Regions from separate parts of the Mus musculus genome. Here all the other regions are linked to region 1. A link is a contact called in public ChIA-PET, Hi-C, HiChIP or PLAC-seq and Micro-C data. All regions are on one chromosome and are shown on one strand. The core of a region is the stretch at or near the end of the contact, and the rest is flanking DNA. Distances in the headings are between cores, read along the strand shown.

What was found. Hi-C and Micro-C count contacts between places; a contact is called where the count stands out from the background. ChIA-PET counts read pairs in DNA pulled down with a chosen protein or histone mark. HiChIP or PLAC-seq counts read pairs in DNA pulled down with a chosen protein or histone mark.
Region 2: a contact with region 1 is called in a Hi-C map of cortical neurons, with 4 times the contacts expected there. The contact joins the enhancer-like site here to the promoter of Phf21b in region 1. A contact is called at or near these places in 4 of 484 Hi-C or Micro-C datasets (cortical neurons and embryonic stem cells), 1 of 115 datasets of contacts at active chromatin or transcription factors (pancreatic cancer cells) and 1 of 9 other capture datasets (liver).
Region 3: a Micro-C map of embryonic stem cells shows a contact between it and region 1, with 3 times the contacts expected there. The contact joins the promoter of AU022754 here to the promoter of Phf21b in region 1. A contact is called at or near these places in 1 of 39 promoter capture datasets (liver), 3 of 484 Hi-C or Micro-C datasets (all in embryonic stem cells) and 1 of 115 datasets of contacts at active chromatin or transcription factors (astrocytes).
Region 4: a contact with region 1 is called in a FOXA1 HiChIP or PLAC-seq map of pancreatic cancer cells. The contact joins the promoter of Pnpla3 here to the promoter of Phf21b in region 1. A contact is called at or near these places in 1 of 484 Hi-C or Micro-C datasets (embryonic stem cells) and 2 of 115 datasets of contacts at active chromatin or transcription factors (pancreatic cancer cells and stem cell-derived neural progenitor cells).
Region 5: an H3K4me3 HiChIP or PLAC-seq map of stem cell-derived neural progenitor cells shows a contact between it and region 1, with 4 times the contacts expected there. The contact joins the promoter of Parvb here to the promoter of Phf21b in region 1. A contact is called at or near these places in 2 of 39 promoter capture datasets (liver and pre-B cells), 1 of 484 Hi-C or Micro-C datasets (embryonic stem cells) and 4 of 115 datasets of contacts at active chromatin or transcription factors (embryonic stem cells, forebrain, pancreatic cancer cells and 1 more).
Region 6: an RNA polymerase II ChIA-PET map of memory CD8 T cells shows a contact between it and region 1, with 6 read pairs. The contact joins the promoter of Parvg here to the promoter of Phf21b in region 1. A contact is called at or near these places in 2 of 115 datasets of contacts at active chromatin or transcription factors (embryonic stem cells and memory CD8 T cells).

What each region holds. Positions count from the first base shown.
Region 1 is chr15:84,854,372-84,857,969 of GRCm38.p6, reverse strand. It overlaps Phf21b (PHD finger protein 21B), which reads left to right and starts at 1,841. Exons shown (of 13, transcript NM_001081166.2): 1 at 1,841-2,305; 2 at 3,166-3,231. The coding sequence starts at 2,252.
Region 2 is chr15:85,668,293-85,671,890 of GRCm38.p6, reverse strand. No RefSeq gene overlaps it. Among named protein-coding and RNA genes, the nearest start is that of Lncppara, 34 kb to the left of the region's middle. Within about 2 kb of position 1,565, at least 278 of the 459 cell types and tissues checked have an H3K27ac peak or open chromatin away from gene starts, as enhancers often do. A contact at or near this core is called in cortical neurons, liver and pancreatic cancer cells, where this site is marked.
Region 3 is chr15:85,579,304-85,582,901 of GRCm38.p6, reverse strand. It overlaps AU022754 (expressed sequence AU022754), which reads right to left and starts at 1,760. Exons shown (of 5, transcript NR_040433.1): 1 at 1,485-1,760; 2 at 1-652. It overlaps Wnt7b (wingless-type MMTV integration site family, member 7B), which reads left to right and starts at 1,081. Exons shown (of 4, transcript NM_009528.3): 1 at 1,081-1,522. The coding sequence starts at 1,452.
Region 4 is chr15:84,165,761-84,169,358 of GRCm38.p6, reverse strand. Pnpla3 (patatin-like phospholipase domain containing 3) reads right to left here and starts at 1,543. Exons shown (of 8, transcript NM_054088.3): 1 at 1,299-1,543. The coding sequence starts at 1,485. Mir6392 (microRNA 6392) reads right to left here and starts at 1,089; the gene lies at 982-1,089. Gm33530 (a long non-coding RNA gene) reads left to right here and starts at 3,529. Exons shown (of 3, transcript XR_384288.2): 1 at 3,529-3,598.
Region 5 is chr15:84,230,014-84,233,611 of GRCm38.p6, reverse strand. It overlaps Parvb (parvin, beta), which reads right to left and starts at 1,569. Exons shown (of 13, transcript NM_133167.3): 1 at 1,426-1,569. The coding sequence starts at 1,540.
Region 6 is chr15:84,323,063-84,326,660 of GRCm38.p6, reverse strand. Parvg (parvin, gamma) reads right to left here and starts at 1,941. Exons shown (of 13, transcript NM_022321.4): 1 at 1,830-1,941. Gm22890 (a small nucleolar RNA gene) reads left to right here and starts at 3,309; the gene lies at 3,309-3,452.

The sequences.
Region 1 (3,598 bases), core at 592-3,091:
CTAGAGAACACTGGTCAGGTGAAGGGAGAGAAGCCTGTAGGAGCTCAGGAAAAGCTACATGTTTGCTTACAAGAACACCTGCTCCCAGCTGCTCAGGAAGCCAAGGCAGGGGGATCAAAGTTCAGAGTCTCCAAAGCAGGTGGCTGGGGATGTAACCCAGTGGTAGAGTGTTTACTTAGCACAGGCCGGGCCTTGGGTTTGATCCTTGGTTGCTTACTTTGCCTCTCCTGCACTGTCTGTCAGAGAACTCCCATACCATGGCCTGTGCCATGATCCAGGAAGTGGGTGACATGTTGATCATTACTGAAGCCTAAATCAATCGACAGTGGGCAAAACTACAAACCACACTGGGTCGTCACCATCCGACCAGGCACATCTCCTTCGGTGGGCATCTGCTAGAGTCTGTACTAGCCAAGGAAAGCCAGAAAGTCTACCCTGTTGATGAAAGGACCACATGGCCAGAAAGATAACCCTGAGTTTTTGCCAAAAGCCAATGACATTTACAGAAATCACAGGAGGGAGTCTCTTGGCCAGCACATGCCCCTCCTGGTCCTCCAAACACCAGTCTTCACCTAGGCTGCTGTCCTCCCCAGCAAAAGACATGAGTGGAGCTTTGAGCATGGCTCCTGTAACAGAGGCTTGCCTAGTATGCTCCAGCCCCTGGATCCTCTGCACCTCTAACTACAAAATGGGGGGGGGGGTTGAAAGAAAAAATGGGGAGTGGGAGACATTGTCTTGACTTGAGTCTAACCCAGAAGTGGGAGGAACCAGTTTAGTCAGCCAGTTAGATCGTTGTCATCTTTGTCGACTGTGACCAATACTGTATATGGCTCTAACAACACTGGTGTTCTGGTGTGTGTGTGTGTGTGTGTGTGTGAGAGAGAGAGAGAGAGAGAGAGAGAGATTTCTCCTGAGGGGTAAAGGAAATATGTAGACTGTTGGCATCCATTGAAGAGACATTTCTGACTGGTGTGCCTGAGTTTTCTTTTCTTTCCTTCCTTCCTCCTTTTCTTGTGACCCACGGAAAGAGTTAGTTATGAGTCTCTATCAATTCACGGTTACTCTGACACAGAGGCCCCCCTTTCCCTGGCCTCTTTGAAACACACTAGTGTGCTAGCGCCCAGCAGGGCACAAAGCCCCGACATTAATTGATGAGGACAGGAAACTCCGCCGCAGTAATCTCTGAGACGTTGACCCCGGCCCCGGGACTGGGAATTCTGAAATGTCATCTCCGCAGCTGTAGTTATGATTGCTTTATGTCACACTGACCTGTCGTGTTTACGATTTTTAACAACTGTCTGGAAAAAAAAAAGTCTAGGGACATCTGTTGAGAGTTTAATTGTGAGTGTAAAAAAAATCATTAAAGGACCAATCAAGAGATCAGTTTTCATACTATTTAAATACCACAGCGGCCATTAGGCGCTGGGACTCCGGCGACAGGACTGATTTAGTTCCCCAGTCTCAGTGCTAGGCGCTGCGGGAGAGGACCGGGTGATTTAAATAAAACCGGAGAGCGAGGCGAGAAGGGGAAGCGGAGGAGGGAGGAGGTGCAAGAAGCAGGAGGGTGGCATCTCAGTTTGCTGCGGGAATTGTCGCTCCGGGAGTGGGACTGTGAAAGCATTCCCTGCTCCCCGTGCTCTCGGCTGCGCACCGAGGAGATCGCTCGGGCGCCCAGATCTCAGAGCCGCGACTTTGCGCTCCGCTCAGCCGCCACTTTTGTTTCCTGAGCCTGGTCGCTGGGCCGAACGCAATGCGCACGCGCGGGCCGGGCGGGGCGGGGCGGGGCGGGCAGCGGGTTCCCGGCACCGCCTCCTGCCGCCCCGGCCCGCTCCATCCGGGCACTGCCGAATTAGCATCGTGCCGAGGCACAACTTTGCCGCGGCCCCAGCGAGATCCAGGCGCGCGCGCCGGAGGAAATATAGTCCCTGCCGGCGGTCAGCTGGCGCGGGCGGCGACAGGGCGCGCGCTGGGGGGCTGCGCGGGGCTCCCGGCGCCTGGGGGCCATGCGCCGGGCGGCGCAGGCAGCCCGGGCACCCGGCGCAACTTAGCGGCAGCCGGAAGAGTTGGGCGCCAGCTCGCCTTTCTTCCCTCTCGTCAGCCTCCTTTCCTATCGGCGCTGCAGGAGGGAACTCGTGTCTCTCTGTGCCCGGGACACCGGATCCGAGCTCTCCCGGTCTGGTTCCCGCCGAGCCGCACAACTTCCTGCGAGCTCCGGCCAAAGTGAGCGCAAAGTGCTGCCCAAGTTGCGGCGATGGAGCTGCAAAGCCGGTCCGAGGCGCTCGCGGTGGAACTCGCGCGCCACCAGGTAGGTAGTCCCGGATACTGGACCGGGGAGCCTTAGTGGCCCGGGGAGTGGAGGCGAGAGGGATCGAAGCTCCGTATCTAACTCTTGGTCTCAGGGGTGCTGGAAGCAGGCCCCTTCCTGGAACATGTCCCGGGGCTGGGATGGAACCCTTAGTTCTCCCTCTCCCCCTCGCTTCCGTGCGATCCAGCACTGTTTGCAGATCCAGGGTTCGTGGGACCCCAGCGTGGCGTCTTCTCTGCCACTGCCCCGTTTGCACAACTCGGGCGACCGGAAAGGGGACCCTCCTAGAGCTGCCCAGGGAACAGGGTGCATGGACCGGCCAGCTCCTAGCCTCCTGCTCCGGGCCCAGCCCGGCACCGACCCTCACTGTTAGCAAAAGTAGTTTGGCGATTGTGACTCCGGCGAGAGGCGGCCGGTGCCCGAGTGATATTGCGGCGTGCGCGTGTGTGTGTTGGGGAGATTAGGACGCGACTTGAATATTTATGAGCTTTGCTCGACACGGACTCGCCGTGTTTACTTGGCTCTTTGTTCGTCCCCCCTCCCCCGGCACACACTCTTACACTCACTCGCACCCGCACCCCGGCCTGCAAACTTGCACGGCTCGGGGCGCGCCGCCGGGTGGCCTCGGCCCCCGCCCCGCCCCGGGAGCTGCCCCAATGAGGCGGCAGCCACAGGTAAGCTGCTTCGCGCGACATTGCACGGTGGCCCGTGTGAGGAAAGCGGTCCCGGAAAGTTGGGGCGCGTTGGGGTCGGCTTGGTCCGCCAGGCAGTGGGTGGTGGGGATGCGGGGCTCGGGGCTCGCCTGCTCGCCCCCCCCCCCGGGGCGGCCAGGCTGAGCCCGCTCCTCTGTGTCTTCATAGAACGGCGACCTCAAGAAGCAGCTCCACGAAAGGCAGCCACGGATCGCAGCGCTCAGCGACAAACAAGTAAGGAGGGGCCTATCCCCCACAGGGGACCGGGGTCCAGGGAGGATCGCCGGGCACTTTGGCAGCACCCTAAAAAGTGCCTGTACGGTCGTCGCACGCTCCGACTCCCGTGGGGTTATGGCTGCAGTCCTCAAAGTTGCCGTCCTCCCTTTCTTGATAGAAAGAGCTGATTTGTGGTGGCTGAGGGGAGCGCGAGGCTCCGGCGGCCGGCCAAAGATCTGCGCCGTACCTTCCGAGGCGCCGGCTGCCCGGCGTCCATCTTGAGCGGTGGACATGTTTTGGGAACGTGGACATTCCCCGGCCTCGGCATCCCCTGATCCCTGCTGCGGTGGGAGGGGGACACAAGGGGGCGGCAATTCAGGCCCGC
Region 2 (3,598 bases), core at 316-2,815, 810 kb before region 1:
GGGACCCACCGCTCTCCGGGCTTCTGCAGTCTTACATCCAACGACCCACCACGCAAGAGTGGCCCGAAGGATCGAGTCACGCGTCCACGGCTGGCGCCACTGGAGACCTTTGTCCCGGACGCCAACGAGAGTGTGCGGGCCCGCGTGCGCCCACGCCCTGCCGCGGAGGACCGGGCCGGCGTGCTCCGTGACTTTCTCCAAGTTCACGTGCATCCCGGAGCGGCCAGGCGGGCGCAGCGGGCCCGGACGCTCAGAGCCTGGCCGTCGGGCGGGCTCGGGACCCAGCGGCCCAGGGCGCGAGCGTGGCCACGGTGAGAGCCACCGGGGGCGGCCGGAGGGCACCGGGACGGAGCGGGCCACTCGTCTGGCGCTGCCCGGGCTCCGAATGCAGCGGTGGCTTGGCACAGACGCGCCGCGCGCCCGGTGCATGCTAATGGCCGGCGGGCGCGCCATGAATTATTCAGCAGCGGCGCGGAGAGGACGAGCGCGGCTCGGAGGGCGGCCTGGGCCGCGCGTCCCCCGCCGCTGCAGAGCGGCCGCACCGACTTCCCAAACTTTCCCCGGCCCGCACCGAGGATGCGGCCCCCGCGGCGCCGCGGTCCCCGCCCGAGCGCGCTGGCCGCGCTTCCCCCGTTGCCGCCTATTTTATGTCTTTTGTCTCGGAGTTGGCACCTGTCCCAGAGAGCGCGTTTCCCTGCCCACCCCTTCGCCGCCGGATCGGGGCGGGGGAGGGGGCACGGGGGACCGGGGAGGAGGGGACGAGGGAAGCGAGGCGCCCGCGCGCCCTGCGTCCTGGGGAGACCGCCCGGGGGCGGTGGCGGCGGCCGTGCCCGAGCACCCGGGCACCCCTGCTCCGCGGGGAGGTCAGGGTTGCGAACGCGCCCGGAATACCAACGAGGCCGCTGTGCCCGCTGCGGGCCCGTGCGTCCGGGCGCCGCCCCTCCCGGGCGGCCCCCACCCAGACGGGCGCGCTTGGGCTGGGAGGGCGGCGGGAGCTGCGGATTCGCCGCCCCGGCCCCGCGCCTGGCCCCGCAGCTCCGCGTGCGCGCCCCCGCAGGCACGCCGCCCCGGGCGCTCCCCGCTTGCGCGCGCCCGCCCCGCGGCCCCGCCCGTCGCCTTCGCGCGCCCACCCCACTGGGCACCGCACCGCGGAGACCCACCGGTAGAGCCCCGGGGCCAACGCAGCGGGGAGGGCTGAGCAGGAGCGCGTCCCCTGCCCGCGCTGCCCGCGCCACCCGCGCCGCCTTGGCACGGAGGCGGCTGCCCGGGCGCGCTCCGCGGCTGCGCTCCAAGGCTCTGGCTGCCATGATTGCGGGCAGTACCGGGACGCGCGTGCACGCTCGGGGCCGATTGGGACCCTCGGTCTACAGGATCCCCCTCTGCCCGCCCGCAGCCTGGTACGCGCAGAGGACAGCCGCCAGGGTCACGGAGCTCTAGATAGCGTACTGAGACAACGTTGTGGGCCCGATAGTGGCAGTGGCTTCCCGCAGGAAGGGCGCGCGCATGGGCGACCCAGCCAGTCCAACGGAGCAAGGGGCGCGGTGCCCAGCGGGGTACGGCAGGGAGAGCACACAACCTCTCGAATGGGTATGGGAAGTAATGCACAGAACTGAGCATGCAAAGGGGCCGTGCAAGGTGCCTGGGAAGGCATGGGATTCGCGGAGGCATGTTGCCCAGAGCTGGTGCCCACCTCCAGGCTCGCTCCTTTCCCGCTGGAAACAACTTCCTGCTATTAGGACTGGGGCACGGGAGCTGCGAGGGTAGTTCAAGGCCATGGCTTTGCTCTCAGCCCTTCAGCGACACTGCTGGCTCCAGGCCACCCCGGGCCCCTAAAAGGGGGAATGGGACGGCTGGGCTCCAGGACCTGGTTATTGGTTAGAATGCCAAGGAGGCCGCAGCGTCTTTCAGATCGCTTCACTGGCGCGCACAAGCGTTTTCCAAACACAGGCCAGCCTGGGCCTCAGGCTCTCAGAGACACATGTGAACACAGGGTCCCTAGACTTGGATTCCCTCCTCCTGTCCAGACATGCTCTGGATCACAGCCACTTGGACCTGGCTGGTTCTGGAGGTGTATGATAGCCCGTTGACGACCAGGGCCAGAGAGAACAAGGCCTCCAGGGCCCATCCCACAATCTCTGTGCCTGTCTCCCCCCTCCTCCTCCCCACTGGCCTTGGCATTCTAACCAGTGTCCTTTGACGTCATATCTCGCCATTTCTGTCAACCAATTGAAACTTGCTCGTTGTAATAAAAAATATAATTTTTTTATGCCATTGGTAAATTCAAAAGTTCCTCGTGTGTCCCGCTTCCCAGGAAACTTCATTCCACGTTGTATTGGACTGCCACGAGGGAGAACCTGAACATACTAGATAAAGGTAGCCTGGGCTTGCTGGCTCCGTCAGGGCCTTTAACTACTAGAAACCTGTTAAAGTCTAAGTACTGTAGACCACCATGACCCTGGCCTGTACAACAGCCACACCACTTCAGTGCAGGCAACCCCAGAACATACAGTTTAGGGGGAGGGGGAAAAAATCCAGGACACATCCTGCCCTGATCAACTTTCATTTTCTACAACTGCCAGTAGCTGAAGACAGTCACATCTAGTGAGCTTCATTCTTTTCTGTGGAAGAGTGTATTGTGGACCCAGGTCCTAGGGCTAGAGTCTCAGGGGCAGAAGGGCAGGGGCTCTTCAGTGTTATACCAGAGTGGCTCTGCCGAGTCTTCGCCACAGGGCTGGTGAAACCTATCTTTTCTGGCACTGTATGGTCCTTTACAATTCTCCTTACTGTGAGAGTTCCCAGCCTCGATCAGGAAGTGTGGCAAAGGGTGATCCTGTGCTAGGCAGTCTCCTGATACCACACAGATCCCTAGCAAGTCTCTTCTGCTGTAGCCACAGTAGGGGCTGGGGGGTGGGGTGGGGAGGGGGTAACCTCAACCGTGAGGCCAGAAAACACTAAAGAAGTCTTGTGGTCTAGTGAGGCCCTAGAAGAACAGAAGCTCTAGGACTGAGCTTAACTGCAGAGATACTGGTATTCCAAGCACCAGGCCCTTCTAAACGCCAAATCTGGTTTTCCCAAAATAATGAGCAAGCTCAGGAATGACCAAATGGGGATTCTAAACACAAATATATGGTGCTTATTCTCCCACAAAACTGCTCTCAAGTGCAAAGTCTAAAACGGTTGCATACCTTTGAGATATGCTCGTGAGGGGAAAAAAATAAAAGCTGCATCCAGACACTGCACTATAATAATCAATTTCTAATCACCCTTCCTAAACACCATAAATATTATAGGTAATGTGATATATGTTTTGTGATTAAATGACGGATTAAAACATTGAATTTTTTTAAAGGCAACAAATAAAAAGAGATTTATCTTCCTTTATGCCGCTTACAAGTTTTGTCCCCCACTGGTACAAATAGACTTGACAAGTGTATCATTACTGAGCTCCACGACTAAATGCCAGGATATTAGCTTTGTAATTTTCACCTGAAATCATTGTGTAATCACGCGGGGGTGCTAACCTTTTTATTAGCTGACTCCCCCCTTACTTTCACATGGTAATAAATTAATTTAATGTCTTCTCCCCCCCCACCCCTCC
Region 3 (3,598 bases), core at 511-3,010, 730 kb before region 1:
GGTAGCTTTTGAGCTCGAGGTTCCGGGCTGAGGACAGCGCCCCCTCATACCCCTCCTCATTTCCACACCAGGCAATTGGGTGTTGGCCAGTTTAAAGACGAGCGCCCTCCGAGTTCATCCCCTTGTCATAAGGGCGCCATTTGATGCTGCTGTCCGGGGCTGTAGACGCTTGAAAACCTGGCACACACCCCCCACCCACCCACCATGTGTCTGGTTACTAGCTGGTCCGCTGTGCTAAGACAGACCTAGCTGTGACAGGCAGTGTCCCTGTCACCCATTTATCCAGGATAGGATCAAGCGAGACACACCACAGGATGTGCCAGGCACCTAGGCCAGTCTGACTTCCCACTTTAGCGGTTCAACAAGAATCAGATCTGACACCCGCCCGCATCGGACAGGCCTGCAGAGTGAGACAGAATCCTCAGACTGGGACTCTCCAAGGATGCCTTTCTGAGTCTCTCTGTCATGGTGCCACTTTTAATGCTGGGCAGGCTGGTGTGTCTACCAGTCTCAAGTCCCACGCTCTGCTTGCGCTCTGCAGTGCCGGGCACTGGAACGAGTTTTCCCCGAGTTTGTTGGGCAGGTAACAATGCCTGATCCGGAGTTGTGGCCCTGGAAGCACCCACGTAGGTAACGTCTAGGGGAAAGATGTCTGCACATAGAAAGGAGATGGTGGTGGGTGGTCTCTCTCTCTTTAACTAGAAACTGGAAACCAAGTGACCACCAAGCCCTGAGCGGGTAGTTTCTTAGCCCCCGCCCCTACCCCCACCTTCACTGTCTCTGAGGAGCGCAGGTGTCTCTTTGGAGCCGCACCCTCTCCCCTCCCTCCCCTCTTCCCACGCAGTCCTGGGAGGGCGATCGGAAGGGAGCTGGCCTGGGGAGGGGGGGCGAGGGGTTAGATGCGTTCGTGTGTCACGGGGGAGGGAGGAGAAAAGGGAGGGGAGAGCCAGGGAGCGCGCGCGAGAGAGCGCGCTGCGAGCGAGGAGGGCGGGCGGGAGGCGGATCCTCCTACCTGGGGCGCGCTCGCCTGCTCGCGGCTCGCTTGCCGGGGCCGCGAGTCACCTGGGGAGGCGGACAAGTGCGGACACATTGGCCGCCCCGGCGCACCGCGAGGCGCGCACGGCCCCAGGCGGCTAAGCCCAGTGGAGGCAGCGCCCGCCCGCTGCTCCTGGCCCCGGCCTGCGCTCGCAGAGTCCCACGGTCACTCCGCTGGGCTCCGAGGTCGCGGTTCCCCGCCCGGGTCACTCCCCCGGGCGCACGCGGCGGCTGCGGCGCCCTGGGCTCACCATGGTGGCAACGCGTGCCGGGTGCCCACGCGTCGCCCGCCTCCCGAGCCGAAGCGCCGGCTGAGCGTGGTCCTACCGCAGCTCCCTGGCTCCTGCCCGGCCCCTGCCCACCCGCGCGTCCCCTCCGGCCGCAGCTGTCTATGGCGCAGCCCCCCTCCCTGGATCATGCACAGAAACTTTCGAAAGTGGATCTTTTACGTGTTTCTCTGCTTTGGCGTCCTCTACGTGAAGCTCGGGTGAGTATTTCTCTGGGCGGGGGGCTGCAGACGGGGAGCCGGCAGCCACCAGAGCCTCCTCCAGCGGACCTGGGGATAGGAGTTGGTGGGGGAGGGCGTTTCTTGAAGTGGCCAGGCTGGCTGGTATCTCCGGCCCTCAACCCAGCCTCGTTGAGACTCAACCGAGCCCCCCCGGAGCCAGAGATCCTCCGGAGGGGCGCGGAGCCAATACGCAGCAGGGACAGCGCGGTCCGCGGACGGCCGCAGCGGGGCTCGCGGGTAGCGGCGAGCGTGCCGGGCGCGTACTTTCACCTGTTTGGGCTCCAGGCCCCGGGGGTGGGACGCGCCTTCCCTCCCCCGGGCTGCGCTGGGCGCCGAGCCCGGGCCGAGCGCTAGCCGCCGGGAGGGCGCGCCGGGCCGGGGGGGGGGTGCGTGGGGCATCCCCGGCGGGGGAGATCGGGGCGCGCACTCGCCGCGAGCGCGCAGGCCTTGCACCCGCCGCGGCCCTTCGTCTCTATCCATCACCCGGACATGTTGAAATTACCTTGACAACTCGTCCGGCTGGCTCGGGATGGGCCGTGGGGCTGGCGCAGCAGCCTCGGGCTCCGTCCCGGGCCCGCGCCCCCGCCCGCCCGGGGCCTTGCGCCCGGCCCCCTCTCACCGAGCTCCCCCTGGCGCGGCCGGCCGGGCGGGCTCCAGGCGGGCCGCGCTCGCTGCTCGCCGCCGTAGCTGCTCCGAGTCGTATTTCCACATTCCTGAACCCAGCCGAGTCCTTACCTGTTGAGCCGCGATCTCCTTTAGACGGAATCTGTCTCGGCCTCCCCGGATTGGGGGTGGAGGGGCAGTGTGACCGAACGGAGCGCACCGCACCTCGCGGGCGTTAGTCACTCTTGGCGGGCCGGCCGGGACCAGACCCCCACCCCCACTCGGAGCACCTGCGGACATCTGTGCCCGCCTTGCCCGGCGATCCTACTATGTGTCGCCCGGCGCTCTGAGGCCAGCCTCATCTTGGCCCTAGGAAGGCCAGTGACCAGACCTGTAGGAGGGGCGGGTTCCGGTACCTGGGAGACCGACTTTCCAGGCGAGAGGTAGAAACAGTCGCTGAAGATCAGCACCCTTCCCAGCTCTCTGCACCTCCGCCATCTTACAGGTGAAGAAATTGAGGCCCAGAGAGGGGTAGGGACCAAACCTGGTGGCCTCAGAGGCAGGATTGAAAGTCTCTTCCTTATTCCTGCAGACCTGGGCGGGAGTGTCTGCGGCTGAGAGTGGTTGTGTTTATTGTAGGTTTGTGAGGGTAGGCTATGTCCCTGGGTGTTTGTTTATGAAGGTGAGGGGTGCCGGGGCTTTGAGCTTGCTGGGATGGGGGCAGGGTGGGCAGGCCACTGCTTCCTGGACTCTCAGCAGCCTGTAATGAATCTCCTGGGCCTGTGAAGGGACCCACCGCCCTTTGGGAGGAGGATCCATGCAGATCCCAGCTACCTGGTTCTGGCGCCAAGGCCTTTGAGTTGGGCGCTTGACTGCACCGGCCCTGGCTTCCATTGCTGACCATTCTTCTCAGCAAAGTCCTCTTATCATCAAATGGGAAAAAGTGTCAGCGGAAGGACCTGGGTGCCCGAGGTTGGGGGACTCCCTGGAGTGGTACCTGGGTTTCATGCCTTTACCTCATCTTTCATGGCTGGGAAGGCTTTTGGCTGTGGTGCTCTGAACAACTTGGTGGTCAGTCCTGAGTAGAGAGGGGGGTCTCTGTTAGCCCAGCCTGGGCTCCTAGATGCCTGTGACCACTATCTGGTAGGACTAAGCAAGCTTTCCTCTGCCCAAGAGCCCCAAGGGAGAATTTGTCTTCCTCCATAAGCTGCCCCCCCACCCCTCTTCTTGAGTTAAAAAAAAATCCCAAAAATCAGGGAATCTCTCTCTCTCTCTCTCTCTCTCTCTCTCTCTCTCTCTCTCTCTCTCTCTCTGTGTGTGTGTGTGTGTGTGTGTGTGTGTGTGTTCCCTCAGTTGAGCAGGAAAGGTAGCTGGGCCTTCCCATGGGACCTAAATGGGTCGGTGCTATGAACACCATCTCTTTGGCAGGTGTCTGGAGCAGCCTCTCACCCT
Region 4 (3,598 bases), core at 294-2,793, 690 kb after region 1:
TGTGAAAGGGTCATTAGACCCCCAGAGAGGCTGTGACCCACAGGTTGAGAGAACCATTGCTCTATATGAAAGTGGGTGTACTTAAGATTCCTGGAGTCAATGCATTTAAACCATGTCCCAATAATCATCCATCGCTATTGGGCTCAGAGCCCTCCATTTAAGAACTAACTGCCTTTAGTGCCGAAGCCCAGGGTGTGCAATGGCCACTGGACTAATCTAGTCTTTCCAGAGGCCACTCTCACTGCCCTTTACTCCTGGCTCCCTCCTCACTGGGAAACCCAGACAAGCAGGCACACAGCCAGATTTGCTTGTCTTCTAATCCCTGATTCTCATCGGCTCAGGGTCTGCTCACCGATCCCATCCAATGGCAGAGCTCCGCTCATCAGCAGGGGCTTTCCCCTGCCTGCCAAAGTCTCTCCCTGCTGGCTGTGGCCAGCAGAGAGCAAAGAGTAAAGTGTTAAAGAGGCCCCAGATCAAAGAGGGTTGATGTGGGACATTGTCATGCAGCCTGGGGACCTTTGGGTGTCAGCAGTCCGCCCCCCCCCCCGTGGGCACTTAGCCAAGCCCTGCCCACAACCCCAAAAGCATCCGGCTATGACACTGGGAAGAGAAGGCATCACATCCTAGTAGTTTAGTGGGGGAGAGGAGAGTACTCGCCTCCTCTCGCTCATGGGTGCATGGGCAAATGTTTAATTAGGCCAAGATTCAAATGCCCTGAATGTCAGTGACATCGATCTGGGAAGGGCCGCTTATCTAGGCTAGTGAAGACAGGAGAGAGTGGAACTGGATCTGTCTGGGAACCCATTCCAGCTTCTAGGGAGTGTTCCAAATATTTCTCTAATCCACGTACCCCGCCCCCACCAGCCACCTCTAAAGGCAACCGGAGCATTGGACTGCCACTAAGGGTGTTCTAGTCTGGGTGCCTTCTGCCCTTCCTGGCGGCACCAGCCATGGGACACTAGCCAGAGCCACACAGGACAAACCTTCTGCGGCTCAGGGACCAGAGGACCCGGCAAACCTGCGTCGTTCCCTGCTGCTCAGGGATGACCCAGCTGACAGGACCAGGGCGCCAGAGCGGGTCAGGAAGAAGATGCTCGGAGCGCGTCTGCTCCAGCCGGCCCCGGGAAATCCCACGCCAGGTGACAGGCCCAGGGTCTCCAGCTGAGTGCTCAACGGCACCGGGAAGGATGAGAGCTCTCCGGACAGGTTTCTTCGGGCACCCCGGAAAGTGTTACCGATTCCCCAGGTGTAGCAACCCCTCCCCGCACGCGGGGCCTGGGTAGTGGCCGTGGACGCACCGAGAGGGAGACTGCACACGAAGGTGACCGCGTGCAGTGCACCGGCCGAGCAGCCAAAGAAAGTGCGCGCATCGCGGAGGAGGTGCGGGGCGCGCTCGCTCAGACATAGCGTAGCCCCGACGTGGTAGAAGCCCAGGAAGCCGCAGCCTGCAAACGACAGGCTCCAGCGGCGCTCTGGGTCATACATGGTGCTTGAAGCTCCGGGCGGCGCTGCAGTTCAGCTCTGCTCCCGGTGTTGCTGCTCTGAGCTTAAAGAGCCGCAGCCGCCTAAGCTGTCTTCGGGTGACGTCAGCTGAGGCCCCGCCCCACTAGGACCATGCAAATAAGCCAGTGGGAGGCCCAATGGGCGTACTGGACTCATGCCCCGCCCCATGTCCCTCCCGCGTGGGCTTTCCCAAATCCTAGGCTTGGATGCTTGCTGGGCAGAATGGCTCTTTGAATACCCTTTTCTTTCAGGTTCTGGATGGCACGCCGGTGGCACTCTCTCCTTTTCTTTATTACACGAGAGATGCTACCATCCACATGCTGTCTTTCCTTTATTTTCATGTAGGGTGTCTGTTTTTGCAGTTATTTATTTTGCTTTCTGTTCGTTTTTAATTCATGGAGAGAGGTTTTCTTCCTCCCTTCCTTCCTCCCTCCCTCCTTCCCTCCCTCCCTCCCTTCCTTCCTTCCTTCCTTCCTTCCTTCCTTCCTTCCTTCCTCTTAAAAAGATACTTAGGCTCCCCGCCCCCATGTTTATGAGTATTTTGTCTGCATGTATGTCTATGCACCATGGGTGTGCAGTGACCAAGGAGGCCATAAGAGGACGTTAAACCTCCTAGAACTGGAGTTGCAGAGGATTGTGAGCCATCGCGTGGATTCTTGGACTCCACTCTGGTGCTCTGTAAGAGTAGTTGTGGCCTCTACCGCTGAACCATCCTTTCAGCGCCTTGTTTAATTTTACAGTACTAAGAACTGAACCTCGGCCCTCCTGCATGCTAGGCAAAGGCTCTACCACTGAGCTGCCCTGGGTTCCTTTTTCTTTTAACCAGCTGCCTCCTTCAGTGACTCAGCCTGGACTTCAGCCTCTGGCCCCTTTGCCACAGCCTCCTAAGTAACTAAGACTACAGGAAGACAACACCAGGCAGGGAGGACCTGAAGTTTCCATGTACAAGTGTCACTTATAAATAAAATATGTGATTGGCCGGTGCCAATGAAGGCAGGAGTAAGGAAAGCTGGGAGCTAGATGGTTTGTGGTCCTGTCTGTGCCTCTTCTGACTACAAAGTATCTTTGACCAAGTATAGCAATACAATTTGTACACTACTCTTTTTTTTCTTTTTTTTTTTTTTTAGATTTATTTATTTATTTATTATATATAAGTACATTGTAGCTGTCTTTCAGACGCACCAGAAGAGGGCATCAGATCTCATTACGGGTGGTTGTGAGCCACCATGTGGTTGCTGGGATTTGAACTTCGGACCTTCGGAAGAGCAGTCGGTGCTCTTACCCACTGAGCCATCTCACCAGCCCCTGTACACTACTCTTTAATAGAATATTTTAGTTAAAATTTATTTTTAATATTCTTATGTGTATGGGTGTTTTGGCTGCATGCATAGCTGTGTACCACATTCAGGTTTAGTACCCATGAAATCTAGGAGAGAGTATTGGACTCTTGAGCATCTTCTTCCCAGCCCACTCCGGCACTCTGGTTTGGAATGCCCCCCCCCCACACACACACACACTTGGGTCCTACCAGCTGGGGCATCCCTGGAATTGGAGTCACAGACAGTTGTTAATCACTCTATGGGTGCTGGGAACCTAACCCAGGTCCTATGGAGAAGCAACATATGAACCACTGAACCATCTCTCCAGGCCTCTAGTAGAATGGTTTGCTATTGTTTCAGGCAGAAGAAAAAAGAACAAAAGAAAAGTTACAAAATCCCTCACCCCACAGAACAAATTTCTTTTTTTTTTTTTGGTTTTTAGAGACAGGGTTTCTCTGTGTAGCCCTGGCTGTCCTGGCACTCACTTTGTAGACCAGGCTGGCCTCGAACTCAGAAATCCGCCTGCCTCTGCCTCCCGAGTGCTGGGATTAAAGGCGTGCGCCACCACGCCCAGCTAGAACAAATTTCTTTAAAAAAAAAAAAACTTTCTTGAGATAGGCAGTGTGCACACACCTTCAATCCCAGCACTTGGGAAGCAGAGGCAGGTGGAGCTCCAAATTCGAGGTTAGCCTGGTCTACAGAGTGAGTTCCAGGATGACCAGGGCTACACAACACATGTGTTCAGTAATGTGAAATGTGTGATTCCTTCTGCATGA
Region 5 (3,598 bases), core at 320-2,819, 620 kb after region 1:
TCCAGAGTGAGTTCCAGGACAGCCAGGGCTACACAGAGAAACCCTGTCTCAAAAAAACTAAAAATAAAAACAAAGAAACAAAAACAAAATTTAACAAAACAAAACAGGTGATGGAAAGAACTCAGGTCTGCCACTGTCCTAACTCCTGAAAAGAAAATAGATTTCTAGGCAGGATGGCAACGTCGGCACTGAGAAACCAAAGACAACAGTGGGTGACCAAGGGAGACAAGGACTTCGGTCTCATTTAGGATACTGATGGAGATGCAGGCCAACCTGAAGGGTCTGGAATGGAAGACTTGAGAGGGGAAGAGCCCATTTGATTAGCAATAAACCCTAGGAAGAAGACCAGGCCTGCCTGCCCCCTGGACAATCTAGGTTGGTAAAGGGCATTCTGGGGTTGAAGGCCTGGGAAGGCAAGTCTGGGCAGAATGTGGGACCCACAGTGTCTTCACCGGTTCTATCAAAGAAGTTCAGCATTTCCCCACATGCCCTGCCTTTCAAGACACCTTGAAAGGCCAGAATGAGTCTGCCCATAATTTAGGACCTGGAGGTCCCTTTATGAGTAAATACCTCACGCCGGTCCTTTGGGCCCACAGGGTGATTATCAGTCACCTCTTAGGCAGGGCTTGCCCTGGAGGCCCAGGCTTTCTGGGAGTCAGTGTGGCTCCAGTGGCTGGAGGAGACCCTCAGCACACCCTAACTTGGGGGTCCCCAGGAAGTGTTGTCTCTGAAGCTTCTTTCTACCTGTCCTTTCTCAGAAAGCCCCTCCCATTCCTCGTGAGCTGCCGGAATCTCAGCCCAAGGGCAAGAGCCTCCAGGACAAAACAATAGAAAATTCAGGAATGTTTCTGCGAGGGGAGGGGAGGGAACTGCGGTACCTTAGGGCTCTGGCCAGAGGCGGAGAAGTTACATCCCTTGCAGTTTTGTTTTTTAAAAGTTTTGAAAGTAAAAAGTCGTTTTAAAATTACTTTCCTGCGCAGGGGGCATGACCTCCCCCCCCGCCCCTCCCCCCCGCCCCCTGCCCTTGCACTGGTTCCAGGCTTCCCCAGGCTCCTGGCCTGTGTGTCCTGTGCCCTTTCATTGACTCCCAGCTTAGGGACGGAGCCATGCTTGCAGGCATCACGCAAACAGTAGCCGGTCCTCTCTACCAGCATGTGTCCAATCACTGTGACGAGAGTGTCACACGACAAGGATGAGCACAGGAACAGTAGCTTGCTAGGCCTGTGTCCAGAGCAGAACGCACGTCCTATGCACTGGGCCAGCACTGCAAATGTCTTACGGACAGGGACCGGCCTGTCCCAAAGGTCGCGTAGCCTGAGCGCGACAGGAGGGCTCATTGGCGCCGCCGAGGCGGGCAGGGAGCGGACACACGGGGGACACCGCTGGCACCCGGCTGGCGCCAAAGGGACGCAGGGGCACACTCACCCTCCCTGGTCTTCTTCTTCCTTGCCAGTGTGCCGCCCAACTTGCCCAAGAAAGACTCGTCCTTCTTCATCTTGGGGGCCCGCGGGGTGGGCGACCGTGGTGGCGCGGAGGACATAAGCGAGTGCGCGCCACCCACCGCCGGCCGGGGAGTGGCCAGGAGGGCGCGGCCCCGGCTTCCCCGCCCCTGCCTACTGACCCCGAGGTCCCGGTGCTGCAGCTGAGCTCCCCCGCCCGCAATACAGCAGGACCCTGCGCGTAGTGCCAGGCACGACCGGCCCCCTTTTGTGCAGCCTCACCGTGCTGGAAGCCCAGAATCAATTAGTCCCACAAACATGTACGGTCAGATGTTGAGTCTCTGCCAGAATCCTGGCGCAGGACTAGGGCATCCCTTGAGTCGATGCTTTGGGTGTAGTGGGTGCCTTTGTGGGACAGTAGCCTCATACACAGTGACCCTTCCCCCAAGGCAAGCCCAGCCAAAGAGTTCCATGGGAGCCACGGGCTGGAAGAATCCGGGCAGCATGGGCACCCGGAGGAAGAGCGCAGGCCCCAGGGAAGGATGCTAGGCTAACAGCCATGACCAGGTTTGTGTTGCACAAAATTGATTGTTGCTGATTTGGGAACAGTAGATGATGAACAAGGATGGGACCAGGCAGGGAGGTTTACTAGGAGCGAAATGAACGTGTTTCTAGAGACGCTGCGGGGTAGAGGCAGCATGAGAACTGAGGCGTAGGCAGAGGGAAAACCAAATGGCCTGTGGCTCCAGCAGAAGGGTGGTTGCGTGGCTCAGCAGAGATAGGAGCTATCAGGGCCGGGGCGCAGGCAGCACCTAATCTGCTGGGAGGGGGGTGTGTGTGAGGGGGAGGTGTTTCTTCCTTCTCCCTTTGTACTGGCTCAGAGCCTCGCTCCTTCTGGCGAGCGGTTTCAGTTCAGTGCAGGAAATATTGACGCTGGCAGAAGGGGTGTAGCCAAGCTGGCTGTTCAGCTAGGATGTGCCTGGGCTCTCCTTGGGATTTGTCATGGAGAATGGGGTGCCCAGTATCTAAAGAGTTACAAGCCAAGGGTGGGATGGGCACAGTGGGGATCCCCTTAGGAGGAGAAGGATCAGAGAGGGCCAGGATTTGGGAAGAAATAGGGAAGAGAGAGTTGCTAGGGAAGGATGGTTTCCAAAGACCAAGATAAAAGTGTTGCCTCCCTCCACTATGATAGGAAGAAAACTCACAGACCTGGGCCAGGCATCTCTCACCCTGGCCCAGTTCCTGGCTGCTCTTATCTCTACTAAAGCACACCCCTCTTTGGCAGCACGGGACATTTACTTGGCTTTCCCAGGCTGACTTCCCTCTCATAACTGTCAGGGAGCCTGAGACCCCAGGATCCCGGAAATCTCAGAAATACAAACTCCCTGCATCCCACGTGACAGTGGTTAATCTGATTGTCAACCGGAGGAGAACTCCGATCACCTTGGAAACAAAGCTCTGGATGTACCCAGAGGATTATCTATCTCCTTTGGGTTAAGGAGGGACAGACAACACCAGGTCTCAATCGTGGGCAGCACCCCACCCCCACCCCCCACCCCCCACCCCCCACCCCCAGTCCCAGGAGCTGGGCTCCAAACTGAATAAAAAGGTGTGAGGACTATTCCTGGTTGTTAACTTGACTACGCCTAGAGTTAACTAAAACCTAACTGGCAGCTGGGCACACCTGGGAGGGGTTTTTCTTAATTGAATCATTTGAGGGGGGAAGACCCATCCTAAATTCAGATCTTTTGTGGTGGGAAGATCCACCTTTGATCTGGGTCACATCTTCTGTCAGCAGCTATATAATGGACATAAAAGGACACACACACAGGAGAAAATGACCTGAGTAGAATCCTGCCTTCCCCAGTCTGACAGTCTGTACCCTCAAATCGCCAAAATGAACCCTTCCTTAAGTTGCATTTGTAACAGGCAAAGCAACTAATATACATGGCAAAGGCATGTCAGAGGGAAGGGGGACAGAAGGAAGAGAACTTTCAGATAATATTGGCAAACTCCTGGTATGCCAGGGTTAGGGACAGAAAGGCCCAAAGGGGTCTTGAAAGCATCTCCATCTCAAGACAGAATTTGCTAACAAGCTGGGAAGACACTGAAAGATCATAAATGTAGGTCCTGACACCCCTGTGAGATGGGGACACAGC
Region 6 (3,598 bases), core at 692-3,191, 530 kb after region 1:
TCTTGGGCTGAATGAAACTGAAGAGAACAAACTGAGAAACCTCATTTGTCTCTCCTCTTTCCGATGCAGCTTGGCCAGTGGCCTCCTGCTCCCTCTGAAGGGGCTGTGCTTTCAAAGTGGAAGCTAAAGAAAACCTCCCTTTCTTAAGTTCCTTTTGTCAAGATATTTTCTCACGACAAGGAAGGTTAAAAACGCACAGGCTGAGGGCACAGCCTGGGCAAAAGCTTGGGAAGCAAGCAAGTTCCCTGCCAGCCAGGCACATGGAAGCCTGGCCAGGAACCTCAACCCTCTCTCTACATCCAGGTCAGCACCCCAGTTTCCACAGAGCATCAGACAAGTGTGGGAAGGGAGCTCTGGGTTAATCTGTATGAGGGTAAGCACCCACCAGTGGGGTGAAGTGGCCGTCCATCCATCCCTTCAGGGTCCCTGAATCCAAGACAGGTAAAAAACAGACCAGACTCTCCCAGATGTAGATGGGGTGGACCAGGCTGAAGGCCAAAGCCACCCAGACGTGTTCCCCAATCCATGTTAGCTTGCCTCACAGAGGGAGGCTGGCCCATCCAGCCTCCAGTTTTGAATGAGTCTTTCGCCAATTGGCTCCGCACCCCCAGACTTGGGGTGTGGTCTGTCAGGGCTTTTGCTCACGAAGCCCAGAGCTCGTGCTCCTTGTGAAAGACCAGCAGTCCCTCCTCGTCCTCGTGATGGGCCTGAGACCAGCAGTGTGTCGTGTCTTCCCCGCCCCCGCCCCAGCCTCACAATGCAATGCGCAGTGTCAGGCCTGAGACTGAGACCAGCAGTCCCATCCCACCCCACCTTCCCATCCCCCACAGCCAGCTTCGTGATGAGCACTGTCAGGCCTGCCCGTACCCAGCAAGGATCAGATTCAGAAGCTAATGGCCCCCTTCTGGTTCCCTAACCTACTTCTGGTTCTTCCGCCCACACTTCCCCTCTGGAAGTTTCATTTGCCGCATGGCCACCTTTGACTCTTCCCTTATGTCCCTCGTTCAGCCTCTGCACGAGCCTGGGATTCCCAGGCTCACTGGGATACTGGAGGTCTGGGGTCAAACTGGAAGGAAATTCACAACAAGGAACCTGAGAGTTGTGCTGAAGAAGAGGCACTGGGGGGGGGGGGGGGGCGGTGCTGAGAGCCACCATCCTCAAACTGGCTACAGCCTGGGAACCTTGGGAAACTGAGTCCTACCCTGAAGCCAGGAGCAAAAGGCCAGAGCCCCCTGGGAATGAGTTCCAAACCCCACAAACTGAGCAAGAGAAAAGAGAGTTGGGCTGGGGTGGGGAGCCTGGGCCCCAGCCAGCTCCTCCTACTCAGACTGGGTGACTATAGGCCAGCACGCTCTCTCTTTGACTCTGATGCAACTCTACAGGGAGAAGCTAGACCCTGTGTCCAGCCAAGTACACATAGACCTGAAACTGCCTCTGGTGACCGGTCCCAGGTGGGTTCCTTCCCTGCCCCAAACAGCAGTTTCTTCATGGTGGGGAACTCGGCTTTCTCTCATGCGGTAAAGCTCTGAGTGGCTCTGGTCTGAAAACTGCTCATCTGGCTGTGGGGGAGGTAGTCAGAGCTTTCCTGTGGGGACGGGTCTCACAGATCCTCAGTAAAATGATGCAATGGCCTCAGCAACGTGGCTGGATGTGGGGCTCCCCTTTGGCAGATCCCCCTGACTGTGAGCTCCCAGCTGAGATGTGCCTCTGGGTTTCTATTCAAGGAACCTCTCCACCTTCCTCTCTGAGGTCCACTACCCGGACATGTGAACAGGTAGAAGATTCTAATAGCTCAGGGACCCCACAGGCCAAAGATTAGATGCACTCACCCGCTGCTTCTTTTCAAATCAGGAAATGGAGCCCACTAGCTTAGAGGGTGACCAGGTTCCCAACGCAGACAGGTTCCGGAGGTGGAAGGCAGGGCTTCTGTTCACTTCCTCTGCCACCCCGGTGGCTGCAGACAGCTTCCTCCTCTAAGTTGCTGATGAGCGAGGTACCCTAAATCCACTGAAAGACTGCCAGAACCCCTGCCCCTAGTCTTCCAAGACTCCATGGCATCACGGGGTCTCTCATACTTCCCTCCCTGCCCCCGCCTCTCCATCAATCCAGACAATCACTGTCTGAAACATAACAGCAAGGATAGGACCCCAACAGCAAACTGTGTTCTCCACTGCCTTTTTCTCATGGTGCCCAGCCTGCACCTCTGCCTCCCTCTGAGCGGCCCTCCAACCAAGCTTGCTTGCTCCAACCAAGCTTGCTTGCTTTCTCACTTGCTGATGGACTAACTTCAAGACAGTCTCATGTAGCTCAGACTGACCTCAAAGTCACCAAGCTGAGGTGGTCCTTCAACTCCTGATTCTCCTGCCTCCATCTCTTACATATCTGAGTTACAGGCAGGAGCCACTACACCCAGCCAAAGGCTCCTAAATAAAGCCAGTCTCCAGGTCTCAGCCCGAGTCTCTGCACCCACAAGCTACTTTCCCCAGCTTCCCCAGCCCTCCCATCCTCTCCCTATAAACCGCACAACACCTGCCTGTTCTCTGCCAGTGCCTCAGGCTTTTACTTTGATGTCACAATGCCTGTCCCCATGTCTTGTAAGCTCTGCTCAACTCTTCACATGGCTCACAACTCCTTCTTGGCATGAGCTTTGGTACCTCCTCCTATAGGAAGTCTTCCACAACATCCTTTTCTTTTACAATGGTCTTGGGCTTGCAGCCATGCTAAAACTATCCTTTTTTTTCCTTTTCTTCGAGACAGGGTTTCTCTGTGTAGCCCTGGCTGTCCTGGAACTCACTTTGTAGACCAGGCTAGCCTCGAACTCAGAAATCTGCCTGCCTCTGCCTCCCGAGTGCTGGGATTAAAGGCGTGCGCCATCACACCCGGTGTGCAGCCATGCTAGATCAGCTGATGACATGGGCTGGTGCCTGATAGCTGTCTCACCATCAAACCAGGAGCTCTACAGGTTGGAACCCATCTTTCCCACTCACTACTAAAAGTCAGTGCCTACAATAGCACCAGGCACAAAATGGGATCAATGAGCATATTTTGATGGCTGTTATTGCTTAAAGGACTGTGTTGGTCCTATGACAAAATGCCTGATGGAGGCTGGAAATAGAGCTCAATTGATAGAGTGTCTGTCTAGCATGCAGGAAGCCCCGAGTTCAATCCCCGGCACCTCATAAACTAGGCATGGGAGAGGACATGTGTGATCCAGCTCTCAGAAGCTGGAGGCAGGAGGATCAGAAGTTCAAGGCCGGCCTAGACTTCAAGAGTACATGAGACACTCTCTTTAAAAAAGAAAAAGAAAATCCCCCTGGCATTGGGCAAAGAGACACCTTGTTGTTGGTGCTGTTCTTATATCAGTCAGGGGCAGAGCAGATGGCAGTCCTTAGTGCACCCTAGCTTGATACCTGGCTTGGTGACCACAGCTGTTTTATGCCTAGGACATATAAATCAAATCAAATCAAATCAAATCGAATCAAATCAAACCAAATCCAGGCAGCACAGCATGGGAGAAGGAAGACAGAGACCTGCATTCCACCATTCCACCCCGACATGACTTCTGCCCCACAGCATGGGTGGGCCATAGACACCCAGA